Linked DNA regions of Zea mays: region 2 is linked to region 1. The links are chromatin contacts, called in public Hi-C maps. All regions are on one chromosome and are shown on one strand. The core of a region is the stretch at or near the end of the contact, and the rest is flanking DNA. Distances in the headings are between cores, read along the strand shown. Region 1 holds the start of LOC100272497 (KH domain-containing protein SPIN1). Region 2 has its middle 33 kb from the start of LOC100280247.

What was found. Hi-C and Micro-C count contacts between places; a contact is called where the count stands out from the background.
Region 2: a contact with region 1 is called in a Hi-C map of tassel, with 2.6 times the contacts expected there. The contact joins the enhancer-like site here to the promoter of LOC100272497 in region 1.

What each region holds. Positions count from the first base shown.
Region 1 is chr2:163,361,670-163,367,266 of Zm-B73-REFERENCE-NAM-5.0, reverse strand. LOC100272497 (KH domain-containing protein SPIN1) reads left to right here and starts at 2,847. Exons shown (of 7, transcript NM_001146966.1): 1 at 2,847-2,970; 2 at 3,114-3,202; 3 at 3,889-4,040; 4 at 4,411-4,530; 5 at 4,606-4,722. The coding sequence starts at 2,891.
Region 2 is chr2:163,493,693-163,500,060 of Zm-B73-REFERENCE-NAM-5.0, reverse strand. No RefSeq gene overlaps it. Among protein-coding and RNA genes, the nearest start is that of LOC100280247, 33 kb to the right of the region's middle. Within about 2 kb of position 2,675, at least 17 of the 20 cell types and tissues checked have an H3K27ac peak or open chromatin away from gene starts, as enhancers often do. A contact at or near this core is called in tassel, where this site is marked.

The sequences.
Region 1 (5,597 bases), core at 1,598-4,097:
CCTTGCGATACGCGAAGTTATAACAACCAAAATTTTCATGTAGCCTGTCTTCTCTGGCCTTTGTTTGGTAATGCAGCTCGTGCACTCGGCAAAAAGCTTCAGCATTTGGGTCCATCCCTTGGCTTCGAAGGGCCCAGATGGAGATGCTGAGCCGAACGATGGCGTTAGGAGTTAGCTGATGAAGAAAAATCTCAAAATTATCCAAAACTTCCCCAATCATCTCGTTCAAGGGAAACCGCAATCCTGCTCTGAAAAAGCTCTTGAAAACCACCACTTCGTCATCTTTCGGCTTTGGAGTGGTTTCTTCTCCGGCAAAACGAATAAGCTTCTTTTCAGCTTCTCCAAAGTAACCCAACTTTATCATCATGGGCATGTCGGCTTCAGACATAGTAGATTTTTCAAAATCCAAGTGGCTAAGTTTTGACGGGATCAGAATGCTATAATCCTCTTCTCCTTCATCAGCGTTTTCTTCCTCAACATCAACTTGTTCAGCTTGGGCAGCAGGTGCACCTTCTTCAATGGCTCCCTCTGTCACAACTAATCCCGATTGTCTCATGACTTCGGAGATCGGAGCTGTCTCAGTGGCTTCAGTCTCCTCCCCTTCACGGGTCACCCTCGCAGTCGAGCGTACTCTCGCCATATGATGATGAATCCTTTGCGGTTTTTACGAAGCTAATGATTTTTACAGTTTTGACGAAGCTCTTTCTTTTGCCGAAGCTAATTCAAAAGAGATGGTTCACTCGAGAATGCAGTGAAAAAGCTTCGGCTATGGTTGAATTTTTCAACAGCACAACAGTGCAATGGCAATGAATGTTGTGGTAACTTCACACCTACCCGTCTGTTTATATAGTGCTGCAGGTGGGAAGGTGAATCGCCAAGTCGCCCGCACCCGCCGAACAGTCACCCGCACCCGCTGAACGGTGGACCATTACCCGCTGCATGGTGGGCCACCTCGCGCCCGGAATAATTTAATCGTTTCTCGGCAACGAGCTCAGGGAAGGTGTTTTTCGTACCTTCAGCATTCCGAAGCTTTGAAGATTTTTCACGGATCAAGCTCGTTACGAAAAACAATCTAGCACCGCGAAGGGGCTACTGTTGAGGGTCTGCTTCGTCGCCAAAGGTCCTTTAAGAAGAAACACCTTCGGAAGATCAGCACATAAGCAAATACAGTGCGAAGATACACGCCGAAGCTACCATTTAGGAAGCTTCGGCATAACGACATGCCTTGAGACGAAGGGTTGCACCGACTTAAAGAGGAGAAGACTAATCGGTCCACGATAGTTCGTGTCATGATTGTAACTAGTTGACAAGGACATAAATGTAATTTTGACCGAGCTGCGTCCCGTGCCTATAAATAGGTGAACAGTACCCCCGTACTATTCACGCTGACTTGTATTCACTCGTGCGTCACACTTGGATCCTTGCCTTCTGTCAAGCCGAAGGTACAAATGTAATTCAATATTGTTCTTATTCATCTTTGATGATATAATAAAGATATATTTATGATGTCATATGATTATTCATGTTATTTCTCATGTTTCATATGCTTCTTCTTCTTCCATTAACATATACTGTAATCATGAAGGTACATCCTTCATGACCTTTGTCCGAAGATCGTTATATCTTAAGGGAAATAATGCTTCGAAGGACGAATGACATTAACCATTAACCTATTTTTGTGTTGCCTTGTTCTTAATTCATAGCATTTGAGAACAAGTCTCTAACAAGAACAGTATATGATTTTTTAAACATAAAAAATTAATGAAAAATATTAAATAACAACGTTATAGTGTATAGAGGGAGCTGAATAGGGGGAATGGCCGGAGACATCATATAGGTGGGGTGTATTTTTGAGGTAGATGTTGTAAAATATAATAGAAAGTACATATAGAAAGAAAAATATATGAGAATGGTTGAAGATGGTCTTATCGCTCCCTTATTCGAAGGGGTGTAGGTGAGTAGGTCGGCTCATGCCAACAAGGGTGGATATGAGGGACGTCAAGGCTATCTTCAATAGCTCTCCTATTTTATTTTTTATCTCACCTCCTATATTAAACTTTAGTGTATAAATAATACTCCCTCTATTCTAGAATATAAGTTATTCCAAGATTCTTGGAGAGTCAAAGTTTTTCAAATTTGATCAAATTTATATAATGAAATAATAACATTTACGATATCAAATGTGTACCATTAGATTCTCTATTAGATATATTTTCATATTATATTTATTTCGTGTCATAAATCTTTATGATTCTCGCTATGCTTTTGGTCAAACTTTAAAAACTTTGACTCTCTAAGAATCTTAAAGTGACTTATATTTTAAACTGGAGGGAGTATTATTTACAGTATAAGATAATATTTTGTATGACCATACAACCTAATCTGCGCGAAAATAGCACCAAGAGAAACAGAATGCAACCTCATACATATTTTTCTGTTCGTTTTTCTCCTTGTTGTGTGGGCTGGGACCTGGGAGTGGGTCCTCACTCCTCCCCTCTCTCTATCATCACCCTTCTTCCGCTGGAATTCGTGTCATAAATCTTTATGATTCTCGCTATGTTTTTGGTCAAACTTTAAAAACTTTGACTCTCTAATAATCTTAAAGTGACTTATATTTTAAACTAGAGGGAGTATTATTTACAGTATAAGATAATATTTTGTATGACCATACAGCCTAATCTGCGCGAAAATAGCACCAAGAAAAACAGAATGCAACCTCGTACATATTTTTCTGTTTGTTTTTCTCCTTGTTGTGTGGGCTGGGACCTGGGAGTGGGTCCTCACTCCTCCCCCTCTCTCTCTATCATCACCCTTCTTCCGCCGGAAGGAAAAGAGAAAAACACACACTCTCTTTCCGAGCTCTCTCGCTGTCTCTCACCCAGCCGCCACCATGTCAGGCCTCTACAACCAGGGCTTCTCCCCTGCAAGAACCCTCTCCCCCCAGATTAGGAGCAACCCCGACGCTGATAGGTACTAATTTCTCATCGGATTACTTGCTGCTAATATTTGATCCAAGATCCAACGATTGCTCCGTTTCCGCGCTTCCTTCCCTCTCCCCACGATTGATTGGGGCGGTGCGCTGACGGTACCGTCCCTGCTTGCTTCCTCCGCAGCCAGTACTTGGCCGAGCTTCTCGCCGAGCACCAGAAGTTGGGGCCATTCATGCAGGTGCTGCCGATATGCAGCCGGCTGCTCAACCAAGGTGAGTTCATTTTTTAATCCCTCGCTTGCTCACTGTTGCTTGCCGATTGGTGGAAAATCTCGTGCCCTTTCGCCTCAGAGGGGGTTCCTCTGCAATCGGGACTGGGGAAATGCCCGGCTTCAATGCTCGGATGGCTGCCGATCTTTTTCGGCAGGTTATATGCTGGGGCGCTTGGTAGAGTTACCAAGCCGCCATCTGATTTGTCTTATTGTCCCTGATTCGGGATTGGGTTTGGCCTTTAGGTGATATAGCGGATTGTTTTGATTCTCTTGCTACCAGGTTTGGTAATGAGTTCTTAGTTCATACTAGTTTATCCACCATCAGTGATCAAGATGACTGAAAACAGCTTAGGGCCCCATTGATCAGGGGATGTTTATATAAGGGATGCAATCAGTTGTTCATTCCATCCTCATGTCTTGCATTATGCAGAGTAAAATGACAACTTAGTTGAACTGCATTGCATATTGATTATTATCATGTTTAATAAAAATACTATTTTTTCCATTTGAGGAAACCATCTGCAGGGCTACACACTCTGCTATCTATAACCTATTATTTGAGATGTTTCTTATCCTTTTTTATGCGTGGTGCTATTATGACACCTATGTTAAACCAACTTATTATTTCTTCTTTTCTGACTACTAACTCTGCTATTTTTCTTTTCTTCCGTTATTTGTGTCACATAGAAATCATGCGGGTGTCAAGCATGGTTCATGACCATGGATTTAGTGATCTTGACAGACGCCGGTTTAGAAGTCCTAGCCCTATGTCTTCACCGATTGTCCGGCCTAATCTACATGGAAATGGTTTTGGTCCTTGGAATGGGATGCACCAAGAGGTAGGCGTAAATATTAATCGCTGAAATAAGCTTCCTTTTGTTAACATGTTTCTTTTAACATTTTGATAGCAGGGACAAAATCATGGATATAATGCTCTATAAAATGTAATAAAGAAAAAAAAACTCAGCCTTGGGGAAGACCTCTCCAGGGTGTTGCACTGGACCATGTATTTCACTGTGTAGTGGCAAGTTTTTTTTATCCAAGCCCAGAGAATCTGCTCCCACAGGGAGTGGACCCAGGCCTGCTGGATGCTACTAAGGCACTACAACCACTAGACTGCAGGCCTTATAATGTTCTGTAGTGAAGATACTTAAGTCCTAGAGGGTATGTCTATGCCATATATTGTAATGGGTACGTTTAATATAACAGAGATTGGGCTTTCCTCCTCCTGGAACAAGTATGGACTGGCAAGGAGCACCACCGAGCCCTGGCTCTTATATTGTCAAGAAGATCATGCGCTTGGAAGTTCCCGTCGACTCTTACCCTAATGTACTGCCTTCCAAAACATGTGCAATTTATCCTTCAGTATTAAATGATATTTTAGTTCTATTTTTTTTTCTGTAGTTCAACTTTGTGGGACGCATTCTAGGGCCAAGGGGTAATTCTCTAAAGCGAGTTGAATCATCAACTGGCTGCCGTGTTTTTATTAGAGGGAAGGGTTCCGTCAAAGATACAGAAAAGGTAACCAAATATTGTATTGCTTAATTGCACCCCACTTATATGTTTGTGTACTTATGATATCTTAAGTTTAGCAAGGTTTTATAGCTAGATAGGTGAATGAGCTTCTCTATTAATGTATTGTCTGTCAAGAAACTCTACGAACTGCATGCCACTTCGGTTTTCTTGGCTGATTGCTTGTACTAGCGTTGTTTACCTAGTCTTGCTTGTCATTTCTGACATAGATTAGACATCGGTATTCATGATCAGAAAATACGATCTAAGCCTTTTCCCCCCTTTACGGTTAAATGTTAACTAAAAAGGGTATAAGGAGTTAAGGGCCTACACAATTTTGGACCAACTTTTGAATAAAAATAAATAAATGAATGCTTACTTAGGCAGCACTTGCTATATATTTTATTAGATCTTGTTGGCTTGGCAGTTGGGACAGAGTGACATAATGTCCTGCTCAAGATCCAGATACCTTCATGCTCATGGGACCCTGAGAAAGAGCAGTATTATGCTGACTAATAGCAGTAGGCCACTTATCTTAGGGAAAATTTTGGAGGAATTTTGCCATTTTTTGCACTCTCCATTTCTTTCTCTATCCTTCTATCAAAGAATCATTAGTTTGTCCATTTTTGTTTTATGGCACAAATTCAAACCATATAGTGTTTCAGTTATACACTTATTGTTTTCTCGTGGCCATTAAATCTAAATTGTTTATAACATAGAGCTTCAATGAATTGAGGCAAAAACGAGAAGTCCATAATTTCATTTGCAATGGCGTTTTTTTGTTGTTGCTTACCATGTCCAAATGTAAAATTTAGGATTCTTTAGTGATAATGGAATTTTTTATTTCTTTTTCCATGGTTTCGATATTTGCCTTTTGATTGATA
Region 2 (6,368 bases), core at 1,426-3,925, 130 kb before region 1:
GGCGTCATCAGTCCTATCGAGGGGGTCCGAACTCGCGGGCGCAGCTCTTGAGCGTCTCCCCCTCTAGGACACGTGGCGGCCTCGGACCTATCTCTGTGCGAGTTCGGGTCTGACGTCATCAGTCCCGTACAGGGGGTCCGGACTCGCGGGCGCAACTCCCGAGCGTATCCCCCTTGGGATACGTGGTGGCCCCGGACCTATCCCTATGTAGGTTTGGGTCTAACGTCATCAGTCCCGTAGAGGTGGTCTGGACTCGCGGGTGCAGCTCCCGAGCGTCTCCCCTTAGGACACATGGCGGGCCTAGACTTGTCGCTACGAGGGTCCAGGTCTGACGTCATTAGTCCTGTCGAGGGGTCTGGACTCGCGAGTGCATCTTTCGAGCGTCTCCCCCTTTGGGACACGTGGCGGCCCTGGACATATCCATGCGTGGGTCTAGGTCTAACGTCCCAAGTCCTGCTCAGGGGGATCCAGGCCCATGAAAGCAAACTCCTAAGCATCCCTTTAGTAAAAATATTTTTTCAACTCCGGATTCATTTTTAAGAGTCTCGAGCCAATTATGCCAAAATTGGCTTGAGCCTTGGTGGCTTGTGGGGGATAGATACCCCTTGGGTCATCAAGACACAAACCCACTTCATAGGCCACCTAGAAGGCCCCCAATAAGGCTCTAAGGGACACATCGTGGGCCTCGGCAGGAGGTAACTGAAGCTGGCTTAGACTCCCACGCGTGAGCAATAAGGCCAACTCAATGTTGCATGACTCGGCCTCATGCAAGGTGGGTGCGAGCTTTGCGGGAGAGGCCAACGTGCGACCGGAAGATTCAACGCAATTGTAGCAGGTAGTGGATAGACTCGCATGAATGTTTTGATCTGTATTGGGACATCTCCTTGGCTGGCTATATAAGGCTGAGTGGTACCCCTACAAAAGGGTTAGACCTCGCTAGGTCACAAGAGGACCTTCATTTCCTACCTTCAGCAATCCCTTGTAAACCGTCAAACTCAGAGCAATACAACCTCCAGAAACCCACAAAATATATGGTATTACGCCCCATGGTGGCCCAAACTTGTATAATTCATTGTGTTCCGCCGTGCCCTGCATGAACCATCAAACTGTGATCGACATCGCCATCCTCCCAAAAGCACTGCGTGATACGCCCCGTAGTGCGTCGTCGATCCTCAACTCATCACCTTGAATTGCTCAATGTTTATTTCTGAATGTCTGAAGTAAGCCTTGAATTGTTGAATATTTCTTCCGTAAAATTTTAAAAACGATGAATGTGTGAAGTAAACCTTGAATGGTTGAATAATTATTTTTGTTGTACGTTTTAGTAAACCTTAAATGGTTGAAGTAAACATTGAATAGTTGAAGTACACCTTGAATGACTAGTTTTTGTTACTACTGTACGTGGAAGTAAACCTTAAATGGATAAATATTTATTGTTGCGCGCTAAGGGCGGCAGGCGAATCAACCCGTTTAACACGTGTGAGTCCATTTTAGTTCCTGTTCGACTGGTCCCTGGTCCACTTAATTTCCTCGTGTGGTTGGTTCAATGGTGGATTGGTCCAATTAGACCTTTTGATCTAGGGGTCCATCACATTGGATGATGAATAATCTGTGTGTGTATGGTTGATGTATATACATAGATTTAGAGATGGCAATGAGGCGAGAAGGGGACGGGGACCAGCCCATTGTACCCGCCTAGTTCCCAAAAACCCATTCCTTGTCCCTGTCATGTTTAGCTTAACAAGGACAAACTCATCTCTATCCTCATCCCTGTGGATTCCCGTTTCCCATTTAGGGCCCCACATCGTAACACAAAAAAAAATACTTATTCCATGATAAAAAAATAAAAATATATCATTATTTAAAGACAACAAGACAAAAATAAATTTAAAATAACTAACAACTTTATAATATAAATCATGTTGCTTGTTGTGGTTTCTTGTAGGAGCTTTGGCAGATGACTAACACCCCGTTAGTCCCGTGGGAGAGAAACCGTCCATGTGCCTGTCCCAAACAGGTCGGATTCCCACGGCCCCCCGCCCCCACATAGAATTTTTCCGTTCCTACTTGGACTAGTGACTGTGATAGAATCAAGTAAATATTATTGTATCATATAGACAATATATAATTATATGTGACTATATTTATGTATGTTACTATAGTTGATTATGATCAGCTAATATTTAGTAGTAATACGATAGCAAAAAAATAAAATTTTCAAAATATCTTTGTGGTACTATACCGTCTCTGAAAAGTGTTTCTCCAGAGACAGCAGTTGCATAAATAGTTTTTTTAAATACCGTATGTGAAAATATATTTGCATAAATAGTTTTTTTGTAAACAAAACCGTCAGCCATTGTAAAAAAAAACATTTACACGGGTAGTTGATACTTTTTCACTGGCTCTTTACGCCGCCGGAAGCCATTAGTGAAAATATGTGCCTGAAGAGTAGGAGTATAGTAAAAAAAAATAGATTTTAGAACTTTATAGACGAGAGCTTTCGCGAAATCCTAATCCCGATGACACCTGCATTGACATACTGACAGCGCAGCATGAGGCGCGCGCGTCCTACGAGTCCTGGTCCGGCGCATTGCACCGGCAGTCCGACTCCGTCCGTCAGTAGCTACAGTCCCACCACGTCGCTGCGGGGTGTTCCCGAGTCCAGTGGACCTGACCTGACCCAGGTTGCCACCCGCCCACCCGGCTGGCCGACACGTACGCGTGGCGCCGTGGCCCGGTCGGCCGGTCGTGAAATCTGGAACGTGGCGGTCGACGCGCGCGCACGTGTTGTTTCCGTGGGACGCAAGCAAGCTTCCAGCGAGTTTGGTAGTAGCACGTGTTGTTTCCGATCAAGGAGCCAAGGAGGGAAGCAAAGCAATCCATCAAGCTGGCGCTGCCATCTCACACTGATCGTTTTGCAACCCGACGCGATCGAGCAGACCCACCACCAGTTCACATGCTGCCGCAGCCGTGGGGTGGTTGCGCTCTGACTTTGACGACTGAGGCGGGGCGGGCGTCGGAGACTCTGCACCTGCGCGCCCGAATTTTTTGTTTTTGAGTCCTTTTTGTGTTAAAAATTTCCAATTAGACCCCCAGAAAATTTAAATGCAATTTTGGACCCATTTCTCGGCGCCATTGGCTATGGCGCTGAGTTTACACATCTCGGCGCCATAGATCTTGGCGCCGAGCTACCTGCCGCGCTGTCGTCCACGAGCTGACGCGGCGTCGACGTGGCACCGAGCTCGGCGCCAAGATCTATGGCGCCGAGCTCGAATATATAACCACAAAGCTTGTCTAGCTTAGTTGGCAGAGCGCAAGGCTCTTAACCTTAAGGTCGTGGGTTCGAGCCCCACCGTGAACATATTTTTTTGTCTTTGTCACTGATTTGTTTTTTTATTGTCCAGATTTTTTCGTTTATGCCGCTGATTTGTCCGTGCGTTCAATATTTTTTTGTCTTTGTCACATTTTTTTCTGCAGTTCCTAGATTATGTGTTGTGTCTCTGTCGTCATGCATACTTACTCATCTGCACTGGCTGGCTGCAGAAACCTTAATTATTAGTTTTTTTTTCTCCGGATGCATGGATCGACGACACTGCAGGGCTAACACACAAATCATGCATGTGCATAGTACACCGATGGATATGCATGGATCGGATGGAGAGTGATGCTACTAACTAGTTGATGGAATGGAAGAGCTATCAACCGATCAGTGATGGTCTAGTTTTGCAGCAGTAGTTCATCAGAATTCATTCAATTCAAAAGGGAGGGAAAAGGATGAACATCTAGCTTACAAATAATACACTAGTACGTAGCTAGCTAGTGCACCAATTAGTGGAGTCTGAGGCGGGAAGCATCGAATTAAAAAGCACGAACAAATCAGCGGCATAAACAAAAAAAATCTGGACAATAAAAAATAAATCAGTAACAAAGACAAAAAATATTGAACGCACGGACAAATCAGCGGCATAAACAAAAAAATCTGGACAATAAAAAACAAATCAGTGACAAAGACAAAAAAATATGTTCACGGTGGGGCTCGAACCCACGACCTTAAGGTTAAGAGCCTTGCGCTTTGCCAACTGAGCTAGACAAGCTTTGTGGTTATATATTCGAGCTCGGCGCCATAGATCTTGGCGCCGAGCTCGATGCCACGTCGACGCCGCGTCAGCTCGTGGACGACAGCGTGGCAGGTAGCTCGGCGCCAAGATCTATGGCGCCGAGATGTGTAAACTCGGCGCCATAGCTCATGGCGCCGAGAAATGGGTCCAAAATTGCATTTAAGTTTTCTGGGGGTCTAATTGGAAATTTTTGACACAAAAAGGACTCAAAAACAAAAAATTCGGCCTGCGCGCGCTCGATCGTCCAGCCTTTCGGTCCACGGCAGGCAGGTGCGGAAGAAAAGGCGGCCGGGCGCGGCAGCCTGGTGGTGGTGGGGCAGGATCTCTTGTGCCTACCCTGGTGGAAGTACGTGTTGTTTTGTTCCGTTACGTGAAACCTGCAAGCCAGATTCTGAGTATCCTTGAAAACCAAACGCCCTCCTACCTGTGCACTCTCTGTCGGTTCCATCTGGCCAGCCTACTGGACCTTGGGTGCAAGTGGAGCCGATAGATGTATGACTCTGTTAGAAAACCTTCGACCCTTCGTCGTGTCTCTTTACTATGTATATATATACACATTTCATGAAATCAATACAACTGTCACTTTCTCTCTACATTACTGTGTCTCGTTTTTACTGTGCTCCTCTCTCCACCGAGCGGTTGGTGTTAGCGGCGATGGCGTGCTGGCGGTTCTCCTCTACGGTGATGACGCTCGGCATCGGGACACTGCTGCTACTGGACATCGAGTGTTCATGTACTCAGAAAAAAAGGATTCGAGAGGGGAAGACAAGTGAGAGAAGAACCGACCAGGCCGGCGACCATCGTCACGAGGGCAGCAATTTTTTTCTCAGGAGCAACGGATGTTGCAATGGAGTGTGGCGTACAATCTTCCACTTCAAACTGAAGTGTTGAATGTCTCATCATGGTCTTCAATCAAGAACCGTAAGCATTTCTTTTCTATACAAGACAAGAAAATTCCTGCTGCATCGTTCTTTCAAGACATGATGCTGGGACCGCCACGCCGCGCTCTGGCCGAGGGTCTCACCCGCCGCGCCCGTGCTGGATGCTAGCTCGGCGACTGCGCGCCCGCGCCATCGGCGGGGTAGTGCGCCTCCATCGGCCACGCGCGCCCACCGGGGCCGAGCCCTCGCCGGAAGCCGTACCGCTGAGGGCCACGGAAGTAGGCGGCCGGGGGCTGGGCCCGTGGCGTCGAGCGCCGACGCGATCGGGGCCGCCGCGCCCGCGCACGAGCCGGGACGGCCGTGCCTAGGCCTGCGCTCGAGCCCGTCGGGGAAGACCGCGGCTAGGGCCGCGCCACCGTGGGAAACCGCGACACCCGCGTATCCCCGCACGCCCGCAGGGGAGCCGGAGCCGAGGCTGCGCGCCCGCACTGCCAGGGCCCGCGACCCGAGCCGCCGTGGCCGGGGCTGCTCGTACTCGCGCCGGGGGCCGCGCGCTCGCGGCCGGGCCGCCGGGGCTGTGGCTGCGTGCCATGCGCCCGCGCCGTGCCACGGGGAGGGTCGCGCCAGAGCCGGCGGGGACGGAGGCCGCCGTGCCCCCTCTCCCGCGCTGCGCTAATCCGCCGGGGAGCTGCGCCTCGCGCCGCCGTGGCTGCGCACCCGCGCTGGCCGAGGCCGCGCCGGGCTCCGTGCTAGCCATGGTGGCGCACACTGTCAGGCCTGGTCCCGCGCCTGGCCACGTGCCGCCGCGCCGTCGGTTGTGGCCGCCAGGAATTGGCCGGAGGAGATGCCATGGCGGCAGTGGCTGGAACCGCCCCTACTGGCGGCGGCTGCTGGAACAGCAGCGGTTAGGGTTCAAACCCTAACCGGCTCCCTATATACCGGCGTGTGGACCGTGGCTGGTTGCATGGGCCGCCTTGGCCTGATGGACCGACCTACATAGGCCGCTCTGGCCTGGTTATTATTTTAAAATTCTGAATTTCAGTATAAGACTATGTTTTATATGAAAATTCAGTTCTAACTTGAGTTAGAGCATCTAAATTTAAATATTTAGACTACTGATGATATATGTAATAATTGTGATAGTTGTCTGTTTTTATTATGAAAAATACAGACTTGTTAGTGAATTATATTTTATTTTATATTTATAATTCACAATTTTTCGATTTGCTTTTGTTTTTGCATTCTTTTATGTTTGCACGGAAAACATAGCACATAATTAAGTCGAAACTAATGGTCCTCATGCAAAATGATATTGCATTTTTGGAAAAGCATAGGGTGATGGAGTCCTAAGCACTGGCTGCGCTAAATT